2 separate regions of the Mus musculus genome follow, and region 2 is linked to region 1. A link is a contact called in public promoter capture Hi-C data. All regions are on one chromosome and are shown on one strand. Each heading gives the region's core, a stretch centred on a gene start, on an enhancer-like site or on the middle of the called end of the contact. The rest is flanking DNA. Distances are from core to core; before and after follow the strand shown. Region 1 holds the start of Cyp11b1 (cytochrome P450, family 11, subfamily b, polypeptide 1). Region 2 holds the start of Zc3h3 (zinc finger CCCH type containing 3).

Region 1 (5,921 bases), core at 2,000-4,499:
ATAGCATGCTATCTCTACCTATAGCTTTCCTTGGCAGACTTCCACATTTCTGGTATCTCCTATATCCTGAGGTCTCCACTGTAACTTAGGATTCCTCCTCACTGCTTCCTGCACAGCCCACTCAAGAGTTTAACATTGTCTTGACTCAGCAACATTCTGGAAACTTGGCACAAGCCTCTTTCACCTTCATACTGGTGCATGCTGCATGCCTACGAAATCAAAATCATGTGGATGATGCCAAAGTTCTGCTGCTAACTTGAGGTACAGCCAAGGGTCCTGTCTTATTTAGGGTTTTACTGCTGTGAATAGACACCATGACCAAAGCAATTCTTTAAGAGAACATTTAATTGGAACTAGTTTATAGGTGCAGAGGTTGAGTCCATTATCATCAAGGCAGGAACATGGCAGTGTTTTTAGGCAGACATGGTGCAGGAGGAGCTGAGAGTTCTACATCTTCAGCTGAAGGCTGCTCTAGCAGAATACTGGCTTCCAGACAGCTAGGATGAGGGTCTTAAAACCCACACCCACAGTGACACACCTACTCCAACAGGGCCACACCCAGTAGTGTCACTCCCTGGGCCAATCATACACAAACCATCTCAGGTCCCTTCTAACCCAGCTATTATAGTCTCTGAGCATCTCCCTGCATGTAACTGGAAAAACTTTTCCCTAGATGGAGCTGCTGGAGATGGATGCCCTGGAAACTCTCTGTAAAGTCCTATTCTTTTGGAATGAAAGCTTTCCAAATGAGTTTGCATTCTATCCCGAGTCTCAGAAAAGGTTGGTCTTTCAAGCTCTCGAAGTACTGAGTCTTAGCCTCTAGATGTTGTTCCTCTTCTTCAAGTGCAAGTGAGAGGCTTCTCCTTTTGTGCCCATCTCTCTAACAGGCATACCTGTTTTGACCAAACTTAACTTGTCTCCCCTATGTGCAACATTAACTCCATTTGTGCTCCTTTCTTTCACCCAAATCCAAATTTTTACATTTTTTTCTGTTTCTCTCACTATAACTCTAAGAACAGTGAGCAACCCACTCAGCCTGGATGGTAGGCTATCTTGAAATAGCTTCACTGGACAACTTAGTCTATTACTCTTGATTTGGTCACATTCAAATTTCCAAGGCCTGGGTAGAAACAGCCAGATGCTTCCTAGACTATAATACAATAGTCTCTGACTTCATTCACAGCAAAGACCTTGCTCTCCCTCCAGAGCCTCATGAGCCTGGACCTCATTGCCCTTATTCTAGAGAACATGAGACAGGTTTTCTTTTAAGATTCTGCAAGAGTGTCAGGGTAAAGAAAATGTAAAAGAAACAGGCATGAAATAGTGCTTTCTATAGTCCCTAAACTAAAATCTATTCCTACCATCTTTCCCTTCAAAAGACTGATACGACAGAGAGTTACAATCCTCCCACGCTGAACTAGCATAGCCTGATAACCAAAGTCCCTGCCTTTGTGGGACTCAAGATTCCCTCCCCCCCGCCCCCCATTTTGGACATGGGTTGAGTCATGTAGCAGACTATCTGTAACTCTCCAATCCTAAGATGAACAATTAGACAAGCAGGCACAAGCTGCTAGCTAGGGAAGTCAGGAAGCTAGTACCTCCCACTTATTTGTGATTCTCTGATGGTCTCTAACTGTACTTCACCTATGAAGCAGGTCATACAGATTCACTTCTTGTGTTAGTAGAGAGAACCCGGACACCACAGTGGTTATGATTGGACCTTTATATGGGGAGATGAGGGAAGGGATAGAGAGTCAGGTCAGAAGATAAGAGCTAACATCACTGGAACTGAAGGGGAAATTCAGGCTTCCCTTCACAAGTCTGGAGAATGGCACCATCAGAAGCTTTAAGTAGAATACGAGAGGCAGTTGTGACATACATGAGGTGGGACTGAAGGGGGAGTCTAAAAGAGAACCTTCAGAGACTCCCCCTGAGCCAAGGAAATACCAACCTCTAAAGCTTTTCAGAGTGGGAATGGGAAATAGCACTTATGAACTCTTCCAATGACCCAGCTACTGGATGAGACCACAGACTCATCTTGCAGCTCTGAGGGAGAGGGGCAGGGTTTGTGTTCATCCCATCTTTTACTGAATTTCTGTGCTCTCTCACAGCATGAACCTTCTTTCTCTTCCCCAAGGCGAGAGCCGTCAGATGCACATATTTTATCTTCTGGTGGAGCTTTGAATGATTCATCCTGACTTAAAAATCACAAGCCAGATAAGAGGGAAGGGCAGCAGTTTAATAACTGTCTTGATTTACATTTAAGTGCTGGCTCTTAAAATTTCTCAAGAAACTGTTTGCAGCAGGGCATCGCTTGATTTCTAGGAGCAGGGCAGCTACACCATCTGTGATCTAATGGAACCTGGTAGCAAGCAGCCAGGTTCACAAGTGAGTGCAGGGACAGCCAGGGTTACACAGAAAGACCTTGCCTGGAAACAACAATAACTACCACCACCATCACAAAAATCTCTTCTGTATCAGAAACATCAGAAATGTTTATGTAAATACGTATGTATACACACATGCACATACATGTGTGGGGTAGAGGTTTGACTGCGTGTGTGCCTGTGTGTGTGTGTTGTGTGTGTCTATCTGTGTGTGTCTCTATGTGTGTATGCATGCATGTGTATGTGTGTGGGCACAGGTATGTACATTTGACTATAGACTGGCTGTCTAACAAGCTCTGGTATCTGCCACTCTCAGCTTCTACAGTGCTGGGGTTAGACTCCCACACTAATGTGCCTAGCTTTTACAAGGTTCTGAGCGATCTGAACTCAGGTTCTCATACTCGACCAATTAAGTCATCCTCTCACCCCGTGGCAAATGGATTTCACTGTCAATTCTCAATTTGAAGAGAAATGAGAAAATTTAAAAGCCAACACATAACTGTAAATCAGAAGTTAGTAAACCCCATGCCCTTAATCTGGCTAGTGATTTTTAAGTCAGGATGAATCATTCAAGCTCCAAATAAGGCAAAATATGAGCATCTGATGGCTCTCACCCTGGGGAGGAGAAAGAAGGCTCAAACGACCATTGGACATTTTTTGAGTGTTCAAGTAGAGTCTGCACCTGACCTCAGCTCCCACCCAGCAGCAGGCATTGCAGAGGCAGGACCAGGGAGAAGGCCACCTCCTTCCTCTACCTTCAGCAGAGCCATCAGCACCGAATACATTTCTAGGGCAAGTCCAGGGACATATCCTCCAGTGACATTATCAGTCAGCAATCCATGTCCTTAAAACAAGATAAAAGGCCACGGACTAAACACAGGAAGAGAGGAAGATGACAATGGCTCTCAGGGTGACAACAGATGTGTGGCTGGCAAGACCCTGGCAGTGCCTGCACAGGACAAGGGCACTGGGCACCACGGCAACACTGGCCCCAAAGACCCTGCAGCCCTTTGAAGCCATACCACAGTACTCCAGGAACAAGTGGCTGAAGATGATACAGATCCTGAGGGAGCAGGGCCAAGAAAACCTACACCTGGAGATGCATCAGGTCTTCCGGGAGCTGGGGCCCATTTTCAGGTAAGGGCTTCCTTACTCATAGCCACGCACAGACAGAGCTTCCTGTCCTCTGGTTGCACAGGCTCTGCAGGGTATGAGGTGCTGCCATTCTCCAGTAGGCATCTCCAGGTATTCCATCTTTAGGAAGACAGGGAGGGAGCACAGGAGGTTATGGGCCTGACTCATGGGTTCTCCACATGTTCAGAGAAAGGCACTGCTCACTGCTGAGAGGATAGTGTGTGTGGGGGTGGGGGGGTGTTGAAGTGGAGGGGAGTCAGGCAGACACTGGGAGAGCCCTCCTGTGGGGGGAAGCAAGGGCCAGGAGAGGATGAGATGAGAGAGCACACTGGCAGGGCTGGCTTTGCAGGGAGCTCAGGTGGAGGGCATTCCACTAACAGCAGGGCTCTGTGCTTCATCCCACAGGCACAGTGTAGGGAAAACACAGATTGTGTTTGTGACGTTGCCGGAGGATGTTGAGAAGCTGTACCAGGTAGAGAGTACGCACCCTTGCCGCATGCCCTTGGAATCCTGGATAGTCCATAGAGAACTCCGTGGCCTGGGACGTGGTGTGTTCTTGCTGTGAGTGGACATAGGGAATGAGAAGGGAGGTGAGAGTGGAGTCCTGAACCCAGGATGCAGAACTGGCTGGGGTGGATGTGATGACTAATGTCTGACAAGCATGAATTGGTACCATGACATGGAAGTTTTGGGGATCTGGTGAAGAGGGAGATGGCCAAATAGCACTTGCTCTGAACATGCCTTTCCCAGTCTCCTTCCCACAGGTTATAGGGCTGCCCTAGGAAGGTGGGGATGGGAGACCCCCTGGATCAAGGTTACAGCCAGCTTCTTCCATAGCCCAATGTCTAGCAATGCTGTTTTGTTTCCCTAGGGGATGTTTTGCTCACAGAGATTTGAGGTAGACCATCCTGGGGACTTGGAGTGAAGAGTAGAAGTGAGCAGCTCTTGTGGGCTCACAATCAAACCCTGAATCAGGTGGTAAGAAAGGGGCTCCTAGAGGCTTAGGATGTGTGAGCTGAAAAGGAATTATTGCTGGGAATGAAAAAGGAAGGTTGTGCACAGCTAATTGAGACCGCACAAAGAGCAGTATTTTCTCAGTAATGGTTAAAGAAATTAGTACCTTGGAACCTTGTCTGAAATCACCTGGAAGCAAGGAAGTGCTCAACAGGCAATGGGGCAGAGCAGTACACACACATCTTGTCTCTGTATACTTGTGGTATTTGATTTGTATGCATTTGAAAGCATGACAGTGTGATGTATGCAGACGTAGGACTTGACTCTCTAAAGGAACGTGTGTTTGCCTTGGTGTGTATGGCTGTTCTCTTGGGTTCATGCCCACAGTGACTAGGATATTCAAACATGTTTTTGAGGTCCTGTGTGGGTACACATGTAAATATACATGTGATCACTGCCAATCACAGACTTTAGCACACAAAAGGATATGCTTCCTGCCTGTGTGGCTCTGTGTGCAAACTCCAGCCTGTCATTTACTGGAGCATCTCCATGGGGTCCCTGCACCCTGGACTTCAGTCTGTGGATGTTGTGAGTGGTCCTCTGCTGAGGTGCCTGCCTTAGGGAAGATGGGATCCCTTAGCTGAGACAGGCAGGGATCATGTCTCAGAGATCACACATTACAGGATGACAGGGCCAGTGAGCTCAGCTAGGGCTTCCTTTCTGTGGGGTGGTGGTATAGGCCAGGTAGGCAGAGCTTGACAGCAGAGGCTCCTTTCATCTTGGGTAACGGATGTGCTAAATCCACCTCAGACTTAGTGACCTCTGCCCAACATATGTAGGCTGCTTTGGAAGAAAGGAGTGGGTTCAGGACCTGAAAAGTCTACCTCTGAGCTCAACATCTCTTTTCCTCAATTTCTTTGAGAGTTAGGAAGATGGATATAGGTCTGGGGCCTTCCCTGGATATGTCTATAGTTCTACTCTGTCCTGCAGAAATGGGCCAGAATGGTACTTCAACCGACTGCAGCTGAACCCAAATGTTCTGTCACCAAAAGCCGTTCAAAAATTTGTCCCCTTGGTGGATGGGATAGCAAGGGACTTTGTGGATAACCTGAAGAAGAAAATGCTGGAAAGTGTCCATGGTAGCTTCTCTATGGACTTTCAGTCCAGTGTGTTCAACTATACCATAGAAGGTATGTGGCTTGCAGAAGGGTCCAGCTTGAGGGAGACTGGGATAGCAGAGGCCAGGAAGGAGCAAACCACATTGAGAGCACTGACTGCCTTGGTTCAGTGATAATATTCTCTCTGCAGCTAGCCACTTTGTTCTTTTTGGGGAGCGGCTGGGCCTCATTGGCCGTGATCTGAGCCCTGACAGCCTGAAGTTCCTCCACACCCTGCACTCCATGTTCAAAACCACCACACAGCTCTTGTACTTGCCCAGGAGCCTGA
Region 2 (5,798 bases), core at 210-2,709, 1.0 Mb before region 1:
CCTTGTCTTATGACATTATCACCAACCTTTTGTTTTTCAACTCCTTCAGTGCCTAACTTGGCTGTCCTGGAACTTTCTCTGTAGATTATGCTGGCCTTGAACTCAGAGATCCTCCTGCCTTTGCCTCCAGAGCACCTGCCTGTCTCTAGAATGCTAGGATTAAATGTGTGTCCCATCACTGCCCGGCCTGCCCGGCTATCTACCCTCACTTCTTCTTTTTTTTTTTTTAAAGATTTATTTATTTATTATATGTAAGTAAGTACACTGTAGCTGTCTTCAGACACTACAGAAGAGGGAGTCAGATCTTGTTACAGATGGTTGTGAGCCACCATGTGGTTGCTGGGATTTGAACTCCGGACCTTCGGAAGAGCAGTCGGGTGCTCTTACCCACTGAGCCATCTCACCAGCCCCTACCCTCACTTCTTAATGCTTGTCTTACAGGTATTCACTATCAAACCCAGCTTCTAGAACTTCTTTTTCAGGCGTAACAGTAGACTATGCAGATGTAGCTCACTGGTAGAGGCTTGGCCGGACTTGAGGCCTTAGGGCTCCAAAGATACTGCACATTCCTACATAGTGGCACACTCTTAATTGCAGCACTTGGGTGGCAGAGGCAGGCAGATTTCTGAGAGTTCCAGGCCAGCCTGGTCTACATAGGGAATTCCAGGACAGACAGAGGTACATAGCGAGATTCTGTCTCTAACAAAACAAATCACTGGATAATATCCCATTTCCATGTAAACAGTCATTCGGGTTAGCTATTATAAATAATGACATACAAATATGTTAGAATCGGTGTTTTCTACGCGTTGGTTATACACCTAGACGTGGGACTGTCTGATCACGTGGTAACTACCGTGAGTTTTTTTTTTTTTTCAGTATTTTCTAGAGGTTGCAGCCTTTCCTACTAAATGCCCTCAAGAATTTTCTTAACACCTGTAATCATCCGAAAAAAAAAATTGCCTCCGATTCCTTTTCGCTGTTCTCGTGCTGCTGCGGCAGCAAAGGCGTTAAAATGGCATCCCTTTGATTCCAGGTCCGGAGGCAGAGGAAAGAGAACTTCCGTAAGTTCGAGGCCAGCCTAGTCTACATAGCGAGTTCCCCAGTTATGTTTCTCTCCAGCCAGAAATACATCCTGTCTCAAACAAATAAATTGATAAAAGGAATTCCTGGGTCTAGGGGAAACTGTTAGCAACCTATCTCCTCCAAGTCTTCCGAGGAACCCCCAGCGGTGGAAATGATGCGCAGGAATTGGTGCAGAAGCCAGATTGCGGGCCACTTCCGGGCGCTTCAAGATGACGGATTTTTCTCGTTCTGCGCATGCGTCCTTCCAGGGTTGCCGGGGCGACGGTGCCTTCCAACCCCGTGTCCACGCATAGTGAAGTTCGGCGTTCTCTCCTCCCCGCCTGCGGGGACCAGTCGCGCGGCGATGACGTCGAGGGGGTCTGGCTAGGCGTCGCGGACTCCGGAGATGGAGGAAAAGGAGCAGCTGCGGCGGCAGATACGCCTCCTGCAGGGTGAGCTGGCTGCGGTCGGGCCGTGTGTTCCCTTGTTTCTTGTGATCGCCGTAGACCCTCTCCGAAGCGAGTGCTGTCGGTTGCGGTCTCCCGATGGTCGTCATGGGTGGGCATCGGAGCGGCCGAGTCGGGTTCGGCCCTCGCGTGACAGACCCGCCAGGCTTCGGGGCGAGGGAGCGGGCCGGGCCTCCAAGGGGCTGTCAGGAGATGATAGCACGGTGGTCTTACCAGCGAGTGGTCGCGGCAGCCGACTTCCAGGTTCGGCTGGCTCGGAAGCGTTTCTCTTCCGCTGCCGTTGAGTGCCTTTGGCTCGATTCAGGCACAGCCCCCACGTACTCAGGGCTGACTACCCAGGCACCAGCTTCAGCTTCAAATGTTTAGACTCAAGTTGGTCTTTATAAGCGTTCATATCGTTTTCAAAGTTTCCCCCACAAAAGCATGTCCTAAGGAGAGTCCAAGTGGCCTTCCTATTTGAGACTACTTCGTGCGTTTCCCTAACACCCGACCGGAGGTGTCTGGCAGGATTCGAGGGTCGAGGCAGGCCCTGTGTGTGTGTGTGTTTGGTTATTGGGGATCCAGCGAGCCTGCTGGCGTTCCTTCACTCTTCTTCCAGGGCTCCATGAGTCACTTCATTGGAAAATCCTTGTGGTGGTGGTATCAGGTGTTTTTCTGTAGGAGATGATGTTAGTTAGCTGTTGGGTCATCATTGTGTTTTTGTTTTTTTGTTTTTTATTTCTGTCTGTCACGTACTGGGTTAGAGAAGCGTCAGTTCTGAGAAGACAGTTATGCACTATGGTGCAGTCCTGCAATTTTCCCCGTGAGTGGGTAAACTACAGGGCCTCAGTGGAAGACTTGTCCAGTTCTTACCCAGGCACCACAGGTTTCTGGTCCCTGACTGTTTTTTTTTGTTTTTTTGTTTTTTTTTTTGGTTTTTTTTGTTTTTTGTTTTTTGTTTTTTTTGTTTTTTTTTTTTTGGTATAGGGAGTGACACTTGCTCTCAGAACATTGTAGATCTCATAGGCCAGGGGGTAGAAGCAGTCATACCACAAAAGCTGCCATCTTCAGGATAAGCAAGCCAAATACTAATAGTGATGGAGAAGTGCTCACAGAATTGACAAGCCTAGAGATTTGGACTGAACTTTACATGGTTTCCAGTCACTTAGGACTGCTCTCAAGTCAGCAAGGCGAGCAGGTCTGGAGTATTAGGGTAGGGGTAGTAGTCTTGATTGGTGCTGTTTTTATTCACATCTCCTAGGTAACTGAGCGTGTGATTCTGCCTTCTCAGGTCTAATTGATGACTATAAAACACTCCACGGCAATGGCCCTGCCCTGGGCAACTCATCAGCTACTCGGTGGCAGCCACCCATGTTCCCGGGTGGCAGGACCTTTGGCGCCCGCTACTCCCGTCCAAGTCGGAGGGGCTTCTCCTCACACCATGGCCCTTCGTGGCGCAAGAAATACTCCCTTGTGAATCAGCCTGTGGAATCTTCTGACCCAGCCAGCGATCCTGCTTTTCAGACATCCCTCAGGTCTGAGGATAGCCAGCATCCTGAACCCCAGCAGTATGTACTGGAGAGACAGGTCCAGCTCAGTCCAGATCAGAATATGGTTATTAAGATCAAGCCACCATCAAAGTCAGGTGCCATCAATGCTTCAGGGGTCCAGCGGGGGTCCTTGGAAGGCTGTGATGACCCCTCTTGGAGTGGCCAAAGACCCCAAGGAAGTGAGGTTGAGGTCCCTGGTGGACAACTGCAGCCTGCAAGGCCAGGAAGAACCAAGGTGGGTTACAGTGTGGACGACCCCCTCTTGGTCTGCCAGAAGGAGCCTGGCAAGCCTCGGGTAGTGAAGTCTGTGGGCAGGGTGAGTGACAGCTCTCCCGAGCATCGGCGGACAGTCAGTGAAAATGAAGTGGCCCTCAGGGTACACTTCCCATCTGTCCTGCCCCATCACACTGCTGTGGCTCTGGGCAGGAAGGTAGGCCCTCATTCTACCAGCTATTCTGAACAGTTCATTGGAGACCAAAGAGCAAACACTGGCCACTCAGACCAGCCAGCTTCCTTGGGGCCAGTGGTGGCTTCAGTCAGACCAGCAACAGCCAGGCAGGTCAGGGAGGCCTCACTGCTCGTGTCCTGTCGAACCAGCAAGTTTCGGAAAAACAACTACAAATGGGTAGCTGCCTCAGAAAAGAGCCCACGGGTCGCTCGGAGAGCCCTCAGTCCCAGAACAACTCTGGAGAGCGGGAACAAGGCCACTTTGGGTACAGTTGGAAAGACAGAGAAGCCACAGCCTAAAGTTGACCCAGAGGTGAGGCCGGAGAAACTGGCCACACCATCCAAGCCTGGCCTCTCTCCCAGCAAGTACAAGTGGAAGGCTTCCAGCCCGTCTGCTTCCTCCTCTTCCTCTTTCCGTTGGCAGTCTGAGGCTGGCAGCAAGGACCATACTTCTCAGCTCTCCCCAGTCCCATCTAGGCCCACATCAGGGGACAGACCAGCAGGGGGACCCAGCAGCTTGAAGCCCCTCTTTGGAGAGTCACAGCTCTCAGCTTACAAAGTGAAGAGCCGGACCAAGATTATCCGGAGGCGGGGCAATACCAGGTGTGCTGTCTTACAGTGTCCGGTCTAGGTGGGTGGGGCAGGGCTCATGAAGCGCTTTTGGTTCCTACATTAGAGAATTTGGACTTTAGCTTTCACTCCCTTCCTGGTTTCCAGGTTGGGGAAAAAGAAGGCCCCCGTTGGGTTTATTCAGCACCACTCATGTGTGACCTAAGCCGAGAGCTTTGAGTGTGATTTTGGGTTATGCTTCATGGAGTGAGGCTAGAAGTACTGTTGTCATATAGAGATGTGTCAGGTAAAGGCCGAATGATTCAGGCGCTTACCTGGGGCCCCAGTAAGGTTGAGGAGGCAAGAGCTCTGGCACTGGTAATGCCGACAGACCCATCTTTTCTTCTCTTGATGAGAAACTAGGTTTGGGTAGTTTCCCTTCTAGGTGGGCAGGGTTCAACAACATATGGTGCCTTGCCAGGTTAGGTGCTTGGGAGCAGCACGTGGGTCTGTCCAGTGTGTAGCATTAGGTGAATGCCGAGTGGCTGTCCTGGCCGGAGCAGTGGGTTATATGTCTGAGCTGTGGGTGGTGGACTAGGGTGCTGGGCTCCGCCAGGTATGCCTGGACTTCCCCTGCTCTGTTTTTACTTGAGGGCTCTAGGTTCTAGGAAGTCAGGCTTTGTGGGGCACTCTGGCCCTGTCCAGATAGAAGGATGTACCATTTGTGCCACATGGGGTGACTGAAAGGGACGGCAGCATGGCAGTCCCAGGCTTTTCCTGCCTTGTGCTCTGTTGCCATCTTCCAAGTGAGCTGAGGTGTTAGGTGTCCAGTGCTCCAGAGGGAACAGATTGCATTTACATCCCAGCTGGCTCTTTGCTGGTGGCCAAGTGACCAGGCCAAGCTGCTGGCTTATGAGCACATATCACTGAGGTCCTGACCCTTGCGTCCTTTCAGGATACTCTGAGATGGCATCCTAGCCTAGGGTATATGGTCACGGGGTCAGAAACTTCACATCAGCCACTGATGGCAAAGGTATTGTTTGCTTACCAGGCAGGGGGCCTGCCTATGCCATAAGACAGTGTTCTTCCAAAAGACATTTACTGTCCTTGTCATAAACCCCCCTAAGGAGGTTCTTCCTGCTGTCTTAATTTGGTCTTTGGCTCTCTGTATGCTCACTTCTTCTGGCTCTGTGCTGTCTCTAGTTATCTGAGCCTGGGTGCCATGCTCACCATGCCTAGAGAATAGATTTCTTCTTGTCATACCGGTGCCTTCCTCTATTGTGCGGCTTTCAGAGGTGGAGTATTGTAGCATCCTTGAAGATGTGCTTGGGAGATGGCATGCAAGCCTGATGGCAGCTCGTTTTCAGGAATGCGGTCCTTCTCCATCACCTTTTCCTGTAGTCTCGTACTAAAATCTGTACTAAAATTCCATCTGGCTTGGAGAAGGGCTGGGGCAGGGGCAGTGGGCAGTGAGCAGGGTGCAGGGTGCATGGGGCAGGGCAGGGACAGGGACAGGGTCTGAATCCACTCTGCTCTGCTCTACTTGGAGGACATTGCAACCTGTGCTGTCTCCAGTTGATGAAGGTGCTTGGGCCTTTGTCAGTGAGCCTGTTGGTAGTTTTTTTTTTTGTGTTTTATCTTCATAGCATTCCTGGGGACAAGAAGAACAGCCCTACAACTGCCACCACCAGCAAAAACCATCTTACCCAGCGACGGAGACAGGCCCTCCGGGGGAAGAATA

The links. Promoter capture Hi-C pulls out the DNA fragments that hold promoters and counts their contacts.
Region 2: a contact with region 1 is called in a promoter capture Hi-C map of hippocampal neurons, with 2.4 times the contacts expected there. The contact joins the promoter of Zc3h3 here to the promoter of Cyp11b1 in region 1.

What each region holds. Positions count from the first base shown.
Region 1 is chr15:74,838,971-74,844,891 of GRCm38.p6, reverse strand. It overlaps Cyp11b1 (cytochrome P450, family 11, subfamily b, polypeptide 1), which reads left to right and starts at 3,249. Exons shown (of 9, transcript NM_001033229.3): 1 at 3,249-3,524; 2 at 3,927-4,082; 3 at 5,466-5,665; 4 at 5,784-5,921. The coding sequence starts at 3,280. It also overlaps a transcript of Gml2 not described here.
Region 2 is chr15:75,837,569-75,843,366 of GRCm38.p6, reverse strand. Zc3h3 (zinc finger CCCH type containing 3) reads left to right here and starts at 1,459. Exons shown (of 12, transcript NM_172121.1): 1 at 1,459-1,517; 2 at 2,803-4,111; 3 at 5,704-5,798. The coding sequence starts at 1,472.